Linked DNA regions of Mus musculus: regions 2 and 3 are each linked to region 1. A link is a contact called in public ChIA-PET and Hi-C data. All regions are on one chromosome and are shown on one strand. Each heading gives the region's core, a stretch centred on a gene start, on an enhancer-like site or on the middle of the called end of the contact. The rest is flanking DNA. Distances are from core to core; before and after follow the strand shown. Region 1 has its middle 17 kb from the start of Gm39458. Region 2 overlaps Ulk4 (unc-51-like kinase 4). Region 3 overlaps Ctnnb1 (catenin (cadherin associated protein), beta 1).

Region 1 (4,076 bases), core at 1,083-3,582:
GACTCCAGGTTCATCTTTGGGTTGACTCCAGGTCCATCTTTGGGGAGAACCCAAGTCCTTCTTTGGGGAGATTCTAGGTCCTTCTTTGGGGTGACTCCAGGTCCTTCTTTAGAGTGACCCCAGGCCCTTCTTTGGGGTGACCCAGGTCCTTCTTTGGGGTGACCCCAGGCCTATCTTTGGGGTGACTCCAAGTCCTTCTTTGAGATCACCCCAATTCCGTCTTTAGGGTGACATGAGCTTTAAGTAGAGGAAGAAGAGGAGAAAAGGTGTGTAGCCCTGGGCCAGGCGTGACCCTGATGATCACCATGCCAGCTGTGGCTCTAGAAGATGATCATCCAGGGTGTGGCCTTGGCTTTGACTCCTGGATAGCTGCCTTCTCCTGGGGTTTCTGTTCTTAGAATCCAGGGTAGATATAGATCCAGGTTAGGACAGTGACTTATCCTTGTTTTTTAGTCCTGGAAGCAGGCTGAACTATGCTAGGTAGGCAGACACAGGCATTCCTGTGCTGAGTCAGGCAGAGCTCTGAACCAAAGCCAGGGACACAGACAGGGAATGAAGGCAGAGATGGCAGGCTCCGCCCTTTTGGTCCAGGTGAAGAGTCAGCACTTTTAATCAAGAGCAACAACTAAGGGCCTCTTAGAGAGATCTGGGTGAAGTTGACAGAGTGCAGGGCACTCAGAGAGGGGAGGAGAACCATCTGAGTTGTGAGTGCAAAAGCAACTGAGATTCTTGCCGTTTTCTTTCCTGTGCTGCTGTGTTTTAAGTCTCTCTCTCTTGTTGGTATGAAGGATGCAACATTTCTTCAGGGGTTTGGGTATCCACAGTTCGCTCCCACCTGCCCTGACAGCACAGGCTTGCCATTGTGTGAATGCCAGCTTACTCTCTGCAGAACCTCACACGGCTGGCATCTAGGAACAAGAAATGGAGCCAACAGCTTTCGGCCGATGAGAGGTGGAGTTGGTAGAGGAAGTCCAACTTCTTGTGTTGGTTGGTTGGGACCCTTCACAGTTGTTCCCAAGACAGCAGCAGCCTCACTTGGGAACTCACAGAAATGGAAGCTATCAAGGTCCGCCACTACATACTGACTGAATCAGAAACTGAAGCTGGGCCCCAGCAGACAGGGCTCCACAGCTTTCCAGGCAACTCTCCTGCGTGTGCAGATATAGCCGTGCATGCTGTTTCCCAGAGTGTCCTTGCGGCTCTAGCTGCCTAGGGCTAACCTGTTTATAAATGGAGTGTGTGCTGTTCTGACCACAAGTCTCCAATATCATCTTACTCGTGAGAAAGCAGGGAAGGTTGTATTCTGGAGAATGCGTGCGTGTTTCTGCTGGTACCATATACAGAGTTGGTACAGTCTAGAGATGGAGTATTTTCCTATCTATGAATATTCATCTATCTACAGTCACACGCATACATAATTGCTTATTTACATGCAAATCCGTGGAGATCTGCATTAGATAGAAAGGAATAAAAAAAAAGTTAGCTGATTGTTGTAGAGTTGAAGCCAACAAGACTGCAAGTGTCTGACCCCATACCTGGACAAAGTACACACTCAATGAAAACAAACATAAATGCCCACGGCCCTTCAGAAGGGTGACATGTAAAGCATGTCTGGGATAGCCCCCAAGCGAAGGGGCCTAGGAACTCCGAGGAACAAGAATGTCTCAGACACAGATTTGAGGGAGAATCTGGAGCTATGTCTCGGCTCTCGCCTTCAAAATCAACCTCTGTGTTCCGCCTGTGGCCTCTGCCACAGAGCTAAGGATGTGAGAGGCACCAGCTGGCCTGCGCCTGTGGTGACCGTCCCCACTTTTCCTCTTTGCATCAGTAAAGCATCCCTCTACCCAGGAGGGGAGTGAATCTATTGCTCTGTGGGCAGATGGCTCTCTCGCTTCTGAGAAAGTAGGCTGTTTTGTTACTCTTCTCGCTACTGTGGCAGGAAGCAACCTGAGGGTGTGCTGTGGCTCACACAGCCTGCCAGCCTGATGGCGTCAAGAACCACCTTCAGACAAACCCCTCTGAACTTCTGTGAAGAAGTTTCTAGATTATTTACTTGAGGTGGTACTACCCAGCCTAAACGTGGGTGGTACTGGGATCCCTGACTGAGTACAAAGATGAAAGCGCTGAGCACAGACGTGCACGCAAGCGTGTGTGTGTGTGTGTGTGTGTGTGTGTGTGTGTGTGTGTGTGTGTGTGGTGTGTGTGCGCGCGCGAGGAACCAGGAATCCCCACTGGCTGCAAACTTCAAGGCTGGGTCCCCAGTGAGCATCTCTCCCGAGCATGGAGAAGGCACAGAAGGGCCAAGCCTCTACTACTGCCTGCTTCTACAGGAACCGCTGGAGGGAAGTGAAGAGCAGTGTGTGTAGATGCCGCCCCCGTCCCAGGCCCCGCCCCCTGCATGGCCCCAGCTAGTGACTTGCAGCCGGGACAGCCAGCCTTCTGCATCCCGGCAGGGTGCCGGGAAGTAATTCACTGCAGAGGCTCCTCCTCAGTGCAGTTTCCTGTGGCCAATTATTTTGGGAACGAGGACTGGAGGTTTGGGTGGAGGAGGGGCAGTCAAGGGCCTGGAAGCAAAAGGGCATGAGGCTGATCCGGCCTCCATGCCCTGATGTAGAGGTAGCCTCCACCCTCCACACGAACACAGAAGCGTCACATGGACCCGCATTGTGTGGCTTGGAAGTCCTCCGCTTGTACACCATCCCTCCAGAGTCAGGAACCAGACGCTGGAAGGCAGCCTTTTAGTTTTTTTTTTTTTTTTCCACTATGGGAGGAATGAAGCGGGGAGGAGGGGTCCACACACTCACACGATCCAAGTAGACTTCTCCTAGTTTGTTTTTCTGACACATTGGAAACCGCACAGTGCAGAGAAAATTCGTCTCACATGCTCAGGCCTGCTTTCCCGGAACGCATCCAGAGACGGCTGTGTCAACACTGCTCAGCCAGCCAGCCTCAAAGGGATGGGCTCTGTCAAGGAAAAACTCAACCCAGACCCTGGCGTGAGGGGGCGGCGGGGGCTTTGTGTATCCTTTAAAGGGAGAGTGGGCCTCTAAGCGGACCAGGCACTTCCCCCACCACGCAGTTGTCCCCACACCACCCCTGTATCGCAGGGGTTCCCCGTCCCAGATGGTGCTGAGCTGTGTGTGTGTGTGTTCAGCTGCTCTGCTTCCTCTGAAGCCACAGGGAGGAACCGGAGAGGGAGCCAGGAGGATGGAGGAAGCCTGGGTGGAGGATGTTCCTGGTGGCTAGAGCAGCTAGGTACCACACTGGATGCTGATTTGGATGGAGAGGAGCCTCAGAAGTGAGTCCCCAGAGTTTGAGATCTGGACGTCAACCCTCAGTGTTCAAGACCCAGATGTAACACCACCACCTCCCCCCACACCCCACCACCAAGTGTTAAGAGACCTGGACCTAATTCCCACGCTGTTGTTTGAGATGCAGATGTAACCAAGCCCTCTCTTAAGAGACCTAGCTGTAAATCTCACCCCAACCTAGCCCTAACAGATTCAAATGCAAACTCTCCCCTACTCATTCCCCTATTCACTACTGTAAATTCCCAGTGTGAGATCAGGTGTAAGCATCGGGTGTTTCTGTGAAACTGGAGCTTCCTCTGCAGACGAGAGAGAGGAGCTGCCTCTGGGCAGCCAAGGTGTGGGGCCATCATGGCTCACTGACCGTGGCTTCTTGCTACCTGCTTGTCCTTGGAGGCCTTCTACCTGTGGCTCGCTTCTTCAGACACAGTTTGTGGTTCTCAAAGCTGCCTGTGTGGTCAGGAATGTTTACAGTTTGGGATTTCAGTGACCACAGCCTACCAGGAACAGCAAGGAAACCCCTTGTTTCTCTACCATAAAGTAAGTTCCACTGAGCGCCATTGCCCAGTTCCTATGAGGGCTACGGTCGTTCTAGGGTTAATTTAGGATCTTGAGCTCTGGCCACAATCCAGATCCTAATGACACTGTAGAGTTTCTTGTCCCTCCTGGCTCTCCCCTCAGTCTTGAGCTCTCAGGAGCAGGCATGAACCGGTCAGTGGGGTTGCGGAGAGCAGAGGTAGTGGAGCGGCTTCCTCTGCCTTCAGCATC
Region 2 (4,076 bases), core at 722-3,221, 330 kb before region 1:
ATTCATACTGTACACCCACAGGACTCTCAGTAGTCACACTGCCCTTCCCAACAGGACTCTCACTAGTCACACAGCTGTCTTTTGCTACAGTTTAAATGGCATAGGGCTTATGCCTACTTATTCTAACATTAATAATAAAAAAAAGAGTAAGCCTGTGTTTTGGGGTGCTACAGTTTAGGTCCTCTGAGAAAATTTGTCAAAAGAGAACCACCATGCTCACTGAATATTGGGAGCTGGGGGAAGTTATTAAGAGATAGGCAGTAAATGACACAGTTGACAATAGCAAATCAAATGTATTCCTCACAGGAGGCTTCAGGCCTCATTTGTGTGTCTGAAACATCCCAATGATTGCCACACCTCACCTCGTCCTAATAAGGCTCGATGGGTCTTAGATGATCCCCGTTCCTTATAGGAAAGCATGTAACATCACCAGCAGTTAGGCACAGAGCCCAAGGGGACAGCCTTGTCCCCGGGGTGGCCTTAAATGTGGAAACACACTGAATTTTAAAGCATGCATTTTTCATCTTACCAAGGTCAAAATGATAAGCAATTTAAATTACGTGTAAGGGGAGAAAGTACGGGAAAGTTAAATGAGATCCAGGTGTTTATCTGCAAGAAGCCGCTGGATCGCCGTAGGGCTAGAGGAGGGTTTGCGGAGGGCGTCTGTTCCCTAGTCTTCTGCTCTGATTTTCATGACATCTTCGGCTTGCCGTTTCATTTCCACATACCCAGTAACGAGATAAACAAAGCGTGGACTACGGGACAATGCTAGTTAAACATTTATACAATCTATCCTGTCATTCCCAGAAACTATTAAAATGTAATGTTCTTATACAAAATCATTCATTATACATTTATAAGTAGCCTGACGAGCGGGGAGGTGCCGTCCTGTGGCCTGTGGCTGACTGCTATGGATTCGGGTGGCAGCTGCTCTCTGAGTCCTAGTTCTTCGGTGATTAGATGCCATGGTGCCCTGGGACACGCTGCATTTCGTTTGCATGAAGCACGAGGCTGATTATGCGTTTGGGTTTGAGACCTTCTGAAATGATCCCACACACAACCGTCTTGACAGCTCTCCTACAGAAGGAAGGTGACTGTGAAGACCTCTCTACCTTAAAGTCTCTATTAAGAAAGTATCCAGAGAGGGGATACAAGGAAGGAAGTCACTCAGTTTCCAGGAGTGTGTGTCCCTCCATGGCTCCAGTCTACAGCACACACTGTACAAGGAAGTGGGGTGGGGGAAGACAAGGAAGTGGGGTGGGGGAAGACAAGGAATTGGGGTGGGGGAAACAAGGAAGTGGGGTGGGGGAAGACAAAGAAGTGGGGTAGGGGAAGACAAGGAAGTCAGGTCGGGGAAGGCAAGGAAGTGGGGGAAGGCGTGAAAGTGGGGTAGAAGACATGGAAGGAAGTAGGGGTGGGGATTGGGGTAGCTAGCCTTTGTAGTGTAAAAGGAACCTCGCAGGAGTGTGGCTATAATCTCTGTAGGACCGCCCAAACTTGACTGGTGTTTGAGGCTTTCTTTCTCTTCTGAACCCTAAGTCTTTTCTCATTTGAACAGTAAATACTACGGTCAGGCTGGTTCTCGGTGCCCTGGGATGTGGCATGGGAACTGTGTACATCCTTGGCAGGCAGCATAGAGATTCTGTAGCTATGGTGGCAGTTGAACTATTATGCCCAAGTCCCAGGGACCCCAAAGACCACCAGAAGAGCCAATTCTGATGCAAACACATAAGGGTCTTCATTAAGAACTCCTGAGCAAGGTCTCTCACCATCCCATTGCAGCAGGTCAGAAGTGAGAGCCCTGAGTCTAGGGGCACAGGGTTTTATTGTGGTTACAGCAAGCTGGGAGAATTTTCATATGAGTCAGCAAGTTAATATTTTGAAAACTGCATCTCTGGTGTAATCTGCAGGAACCCTACATGGGGGCAAACCCACCTGACACACAGGATGGCTAAGTTATCTATTCTCTGCAGGGTGTCTTAGGTTATCTCTGTGTACCTTGACCCTACTGTTGCAATGTTTGTTCAAGTGGGCTTTGTGGTTTTCTTCCTGAAATTGGAGTTTAGCCCCTGGTCTCACACAAAATGAAGTTTCTTTAAAAACAGCATTGGCTGGGCTTTCCAGTACCACTTTGCAGGGTGGGCAGTCAGTAGTTTCTGAGACCAGGTGGTTACCAGGAGGCAAATCAGAGGAAAGGGACAGCCATGGCCATTATCTCAGGCTGTGCCCCTTCTAGACATTTTCCCCCCTCATTCTTAGAAAGGCCAGTTACTCAGAAATCAAGCAAAACAAAGCCAGAAACAACAGGTGTGGACTGTGCCGCCCTTGTTGGTGACAGAGAAAGACAGCTCTGTTACTATCAGTCTGTGTGAAGAGCGGGGAGGTAAATTTGATGAATAGTGAGCTTGCATGAAACATGGGCATGAGTTGTGCTTGTGGAGAAATGGCTTTCACAGATAACATTTATCATAGTGTAGTGTTAAATGAAGTACATACCATGAGTATGGGAAATACACTAGGATATAGCCTGGTACATTTATGTCCATATCAATAATGGCAAAATGGACAACCTGATCTACATTTGACTCTTCAGAAAGGTTGTGTGGCTTTGGGAGTGCCGCTGTGGGGAAAGAAGAACATAAAGAAAAAGGATGCTGTTCCATCAAGAGATAGAGCCTGGTGCCTTGGGCCCTGAATTCTGTAGAGAGACTCCTCCAATGAGAAACCACGTGCAAGGAAATCGGAGTTCTGTGCAGGCTGGATGAGGTGCCAGTGGGTGGGAAAGGCTGGCGTGGCCTTTCCTAGAGCCCAGTTATAAAGGAGGTAAAGGTACCCTCCAGCTGACTTTATGCTATGGGAGTCAAAAGTAGTGACACTGGCTGCTTTACCCCAGGGCCACAAAGGGCAGGTGGTGGTAGGTAGACACATTTCATGCTGCCAAATACAGGCTAGAGGGAACATGAGTTCAAGCTGTCCCAAGTCAAAGGGACCCAGATAGAGGCTGTCAGGAGCCAACCTAGATAGTCAGGTCTCCTTAAGACTGTCCCCAGAGCAGGGTTAGGAGGCATGTGCCATCCAGCTGGTTCCCATGCCTGTCCTGAGCCATGACTGAGTGTGTGACTGGCCTGCAGGAATTGTACTGGATATGAATAAGGAGGAGTGCTGGATTTGTCTTTACTGTGAGAACTGTGTCGATGACTTTCCATTTGCAGTGGCCTTTAAGGTGGTCTGAGCCCTAAGGTGCTGTGCCATAAAAGACTCTGACCAAAACCACTTGAGGAAGAAAGGGTTTATTTCAGCTCACAGCTCAAGGCTATGGTCCACAATGGCAGGGAAGCCGGCTGGTCCCATGTCATCCACAGTAAGGAAGCAGAGAGTGATGAGTGCCGGCACTCAGCTCACTTTCTCCCTCTTAGTCCAGGATCTCTGTCTAGGGAATGGTGCTGCTCATAATGGGCTGGTCTCCCACCTCCATTAACCTGATCAGCATTGCCCCTTCCCAAGAATGCTCATCTCCTAGGAGAGCAGTGCAGTAAGAGCTCTCTGGCATAGCCGCCCTGAAGGACCTCAAGTGATACGAGAGCGTGAAGGTGACAACTGACCCTGATGAGACAGTGCAACTGACCCTTAGCTCTAGAGACAATGAGACAAGCGACTTAGAGAAAGGGACACTGAGATCCATTAGTGTGAAATGTAACGGGACTGGATCCTGGAGCCGCCGTTAACTGCAGCATGGAGCCAGAGTGGGGAACGCATGACAGGAAGGGGATTCTAGAGTGGAGCGTGACATGTTGGTGGAACAGGGAGGAAGGAATGAAGTAGACAAGGTCATGCAGAGCCTGCCCTAGGAGGGCCTTGGTACACCTCAAGTGTTGAAAGCTGGGGACAGGGGCCTGCCTTTATGTGTTTGCTGAGGCGTGGGCTGTATGTTTCTGCCTGGGCTCTAAACCGGGAACATTCAAGACGGGGATTCCTTATTTTATAGTTTTTCCATTTTGCATGCTGAAGCAGTGTGCACATGTGCAGCCAACTCACGCAGACATAGCTCGGAACTGAGTTGATTATTGGGACAAACT
Region 3 (4,076 bases), core at 711-3,210, 270 kb before region 1:
TTGCCTACAAGGCCCCTTGGTATGACTGGACTCAGGGCTCCACTGTCCTGAGCAGGAATTGGATGAGGTGACAGACACAGAAGCACTAAGGATTCCATGCAGCTAAGAGTGGTCTTTCACCAAGCTGTGTGCCCATGTGGACCTGGCCTGGCTGCATTATGCAGTGATTGTGGCTAAGTGTCCTAAGGAAGCAGGTTCGGGTCTTAGCTCCCCTTTCTGCCCAGTGCTTGAGTTCTGGAATCTTGCTAGAAGCTGCTTCAAAACAACAAGACATTCCTCTTCCTCTCCCCTTTTCAGAAGAACATAGAACAATCTAAACCAGGAAGGCTTTAACATTCCAGGACATTCTGCCAGGTGATTTTACAGGCAAGGGGCCTGGGGTGTGAAGCAGGGTTGCTGTCTTGCTAGACACTAGGCCTGGCAGCCACCGCCCACGCCTCCCATTCCCTGCTTCTCCCACTCAAGGTGATATGGCTTGCTCCCCAAGCTTATAAACTACTGTGGAATAGATGAACACACTGGCTAGTGGGGGGAAGGAGGCAAGCACAGCTCCTCCTCTGCCCCGCCTCCCTGCCCTGTGCTGGCCCAGGCTCCAGCCTGCACTGCAGCCTCACTCCCTAACTCCAGCAGCCACTAAGCACACCAGGCACAGACAGAAGCAGAGCACCAGGCAGGCGGCTGGCCCCAGCTCAAGCCTTTGCCCTAAACCATAGCCTGAAAGTAGGGGCTGGTTGTGCTGCCCTCAAGAAATACCAGAAAGTAAGTGGCCACAGCTGCCCTGAGGATACCTAGGTAGCTGTGGTGGCCATCTTTTGTTTTCTGTGTGCACTCACAGACTCCGGGGACCCTGGGCTGGCATATCCTGTGCTCTATTCCAGCAGAGAGCTGCTGCACAAGGTGAGTGGAGGGTTTGCTCCCCCATCCCAGCCAGCTCACAAACGGCCTTTACTCCCTTCCCCAGACACTGAAAAACCAGCCACAGTCCGGGTGGCTCAGCTGTGGTAACCTCAAAGGCAGCACAAGAAGGCAAAGAATCATTGGCCTCTTGTGACTTTCTTGGTCATATGGTTGGCCTAGGCAGAAGCTTGGGACCCCAGTGGTAGAGGATGTGACTAGCAGCTTTAACCAAGAGGCAACAGGCCCAGAATCACAGATGCTACTCAACCTTGTGCAGCAGGTAGTCTCTTTGTTTTTGTAGTGGCTCTGTTCAAGACCCCATATGCCCCAAGGGCAGCAGCCATGTTCTACTTTTCTATTGATGCACTCAGCCACACTGGAGTCTTTTACTGAATGCTCACTAAAATGGCCATGTGACAGCTTATTTAGCTGTTGGGAGTTTCTATTACCCACAATGCTCTGCCTTTGACAGCACCTCAAGCTCTTGAGAATATCTGGCTTACAGTCTGCTGGCCCCACCCCAAACAGACACAGGGTGTGGTTTCTATTGTTCATGAAGATCTCTTGGAAATACAAATGGCACTCTTCCCAGTCTAAGAGGTCTTTGCCTCTCCTTTTGAAAAATTGTGTGCCTGTCCACCCCAGTGCACTGCTCTCTGGGGTCCGTTGCCTTCCACTTTGTGAAGACAGTGCCTTTTTAAAAACACAATCTCACTTTCATTTACTGGGTACCACTGCTGCTTGTGGAATGGGGAAGTTGGCTTCCCCTCTGCTACCTGGATCAACTCTGACCCGCTGAGTCATCTCACCAGCCTGAGGCAGGGTTTCTCTTGCCACATCTGGCTTTTTAAAAATACAGGCTCCAGAACTCCAACTAGGATGACCAGGTTTTCGCCTGCTGAGCCAGCCCTCTCTGGGGCTGCTTGCTTGGCCTCACCACTGACTGAAGAGACCTATAACTTCTTCTAATGTTGGCAGTTGAGGAGTCAGGGGTAGGAGAATGGACAGACCACATTCCACAATGCTGCCTTCTCCTTCAGATCTCACCAGTTTATAATTGTACTCAGGATACTACTTTCAGGAGGCAGTGTGGTAGAAGATCTCTCTCTAGAGAACAGACAGCCATCAGACCTGTCAGATCAAGAGCAGCTGCTTATCTTGCCAGCACCTTTCACTATCAGGACCCAGATCAAAGTACCTCATCTGTGCCCTTGGCGTGGTGGCTGCTGCAGAGGAAGGAGTCAGGTGTCTAGCTCCCAAGGACAGCTCAAAACTGGAGCTGCAGTCAGAAAGCTGCTCTGGAAGCCCCATCTTCCCTTCCCTTCACCTGCACCTGTGTCAGAACCAGGACAGCTGCTTAGGAGCTCCCACCTACAGCATTGCTTCAGACGTGTGGGTGCCTGCCAGCATCCTGTGCACCTCACCCCTCCAGGCATGCCTCTGTGAATGCTGCCCTACCGAGTGTGCTAAAGTGCTAGTAGAGTATGGTGTTTGCTTTCCTACAAGCCTCCAACCACTGCCCGTGAGGCATGCCTACATCTCAGACAGCACCCATCTGCACTTCTGTCCCTTTGCCACCTCTGCAGGTAGGACTTGGCTCTGTATCATCCTTGTGCTTCTAGGTATTCCAGAACTACCACCATACGGAATACCCTGCTGCGGTCCCTCACATAAAAGGGTGACTGGAGTAAAGCTCTACCCCTGTTAGCCGGACCCCACCAAGGTATCTCTGAGGACTTCCTCACAGGACCCTCTTCCTCCTGTGAATTTAACAGGCACAATCTTAAGACTCAGGAAAGCACAACACAAATTCTCACTTTTTAGAAAACCCAACCACGAGTTGTAACACATCTTTCTTTGTAGGAAATGTGTACAAAGTCTGCTTGACAGACCTACCACCAAAATGACAGATCATCTGGCAGGCCACAGGGAAGGAGCCCATTTTGGTTTTAAGATCAGATAAACACGGTTACTGGTTGAAATGACTAGAAGGGTTGTCCTCTCCAAGTGAGCCTCACTAGCAATGATGTTTAAGTTCAAACCCAGGCAGAGCCTCACTCCTGCAGTGGGACGGCAGCAGCCTAAGGAGGCTTAGTCAGCTTAGTCAGCTCCAGCTCTAGCTGCTGCTCAGTGTAGCACAGAGACTACTGCAGGAAGCCTGCCTGCTCCTGGGCGAGAGGGTGAGCTGAAGGGCTGGTTACACAGGCTTCCTCAGCCCTTTGGTCAGAAGTGCAGTCAGCCAGTGACAATATTCAAGGCCTACAAAGGCTTCCTTCCTGTGGTTTGCCTGGGTTTTGATGTGACACTGCTAAGGGTCACCGAGCACTCCCATCCAGACTTGGTCCTTCTCTACCCAGACAGCCCGGGTACCCCGACAGCGCCCCTTCCTTCCCCTGGGCAAGCTGGGCGCCTTCATCACCCTGAGCAACCATCTCACGACAAACAAACAAAATGACACAAGTGAATGAATTAAAAGTTTAATTCTGAACCATTTCTATAACCGCATCTGTTGAAGCATTGTATCACAGCAGGTTACAACAACTTTGGGATAAAAGGCAACTGGTATACTGTCCAAAACAAGGCTCAAATAACACCTCTTACTGATTTACCCTACCGCACGTATCCCCGATAAAGTTTTTGTTCAAAAACATGAAATAGATCCACCTGCTTATTTTAAGCATATTAAAAAGGAAACTAATCGGACCATTTCTATCTGTCTATTTATACAAAAGGCTACACAATGTTACACGTCTCCAGATTACAATTAGCGTGATTATGAATTAGTGTTCTACACCATTACTCGGTTCTTAGAAATCAGAAATTGCTGTAGCAGGTTCACTAGAACATAACACTACTTAAAAACTAACAGTTACTGCAAAAAATAAAAGCAAGCAAAGTCAGCACCACTACAGATATTAAAACAAAGAACAAGCAAGGCTAGGGTTTGATAACGCCATCTTGTGATCCATTCGTGTGCATTCTTCACTGCGTGAGTCACTCCCCAAATCCATTTGTATTGTTACTCCTCGACCAAAAAGGACCAGAACAAAAAGCGTACTTCGACTGTTCCCATAGGAAACTCAGCTTGGTTAGTGTGTCAGGCACTTTCTGAGATACCAGCCCACCCCTCGAGCCCTCTCAGCAACTCTACAGGCCAATCACAATGCACGTTCAGACAC

What was found. Hi-C and Micro-C count contacts between places; a contact is called where the count stands out from the background. ChIA-PET counts read pairs in DNA pulled down with a chosen protein or histone mark.
Region 2: a contact with region 1 is called in an RNA polymerase II ChIA-PET map of memory CD8 T cells, with 10 read pairs. The contact joins two enhancer-like sites. A contact is called at or near these places in 4 of 115 datasets of contacts at active chromatin or transcription factors (embryonic basal ganglia, fibro-adipogenic progenitors, memory CD8 T cells and 1 more).
Region 3: a Hi-C map of Th1 cells shows a contact between it and region 1, with 4 times the contacts expected there. The contact joins two enhancer-like sites. A contact is called at or near these places in 3 of 484 Hi-C or Micro-C datasets (Th1 cells, bone marrow-derived macrophages and cerebral cortex), 7 of 115 datasets of contacts at active chromatin or transcription factors (craniofacial prominence, embryonic basal ganglia, embryonic fibroblasts and 3 more) and 3 of 9 other capture datasets (embryonic stem cells, liver and pancreatic islet).

Annotation. Positions count from the first base shown.
Region 1 is chr9:120,690,112-120,694,187 of GRCm38.p6, reverse strand. No RefSeq gene overlaps it. Among named protein-coding and RNA genes, the nearest start is that of Gm39458, 17 kb to the right of the region's middle. Within about 2 kb of position 2,332, at least 179 of the 459 cell types and tissues checked have an H3K27ac peak or open chromatin away from gene starts, as enhancers often do. A contact at or near this core is called in Th1 cells, cerebral cortex, embryonic stem cells and 1 more, where this site is marked.
Region 2 is chr9:121,016,981-121,021,056 of GRCm38.p6, reverse strand. The region is part of intron 35 of Ulk4 (unc-51-like kinase 4); the gene reads left to right. Among named protein-coding and RNA genes, the nearest start is that of Gm34945, 42 kb to the right of the region's middle. Within about 2 kb of position 1,971, at least 18 of the 459 cell types and tissues checked have an H3K27ac peak or open chromatin away from gene starts, as enhancers often do. A contact at or near this core is called in memory CD8 T cells, where this site is marked.
Region 3 is chr9:120,959,790-120,963,865 of GRCm38.p6, reverse strand. It overlaps Ctnnb1 (catenin (cadherin associated protein), beta 1), which reads right to left. Exons shown (of 15, transcript NM_007614.3): 15 at 3,359-4,076. Among named protein-coding and RNA genes, the nearest start is that of Mir7090, 6.7 kb to the right of the region's middle. Within about 2 kb of position 1,960, at least 106 of the 459 cell types and tissues checked have an H3K27ac peak or open chromatin away from gene starts, as enhancers often do. A contact at or near this core is called in Th1 cells, cerebral cortex and embryonic stem cells, where this site is marked.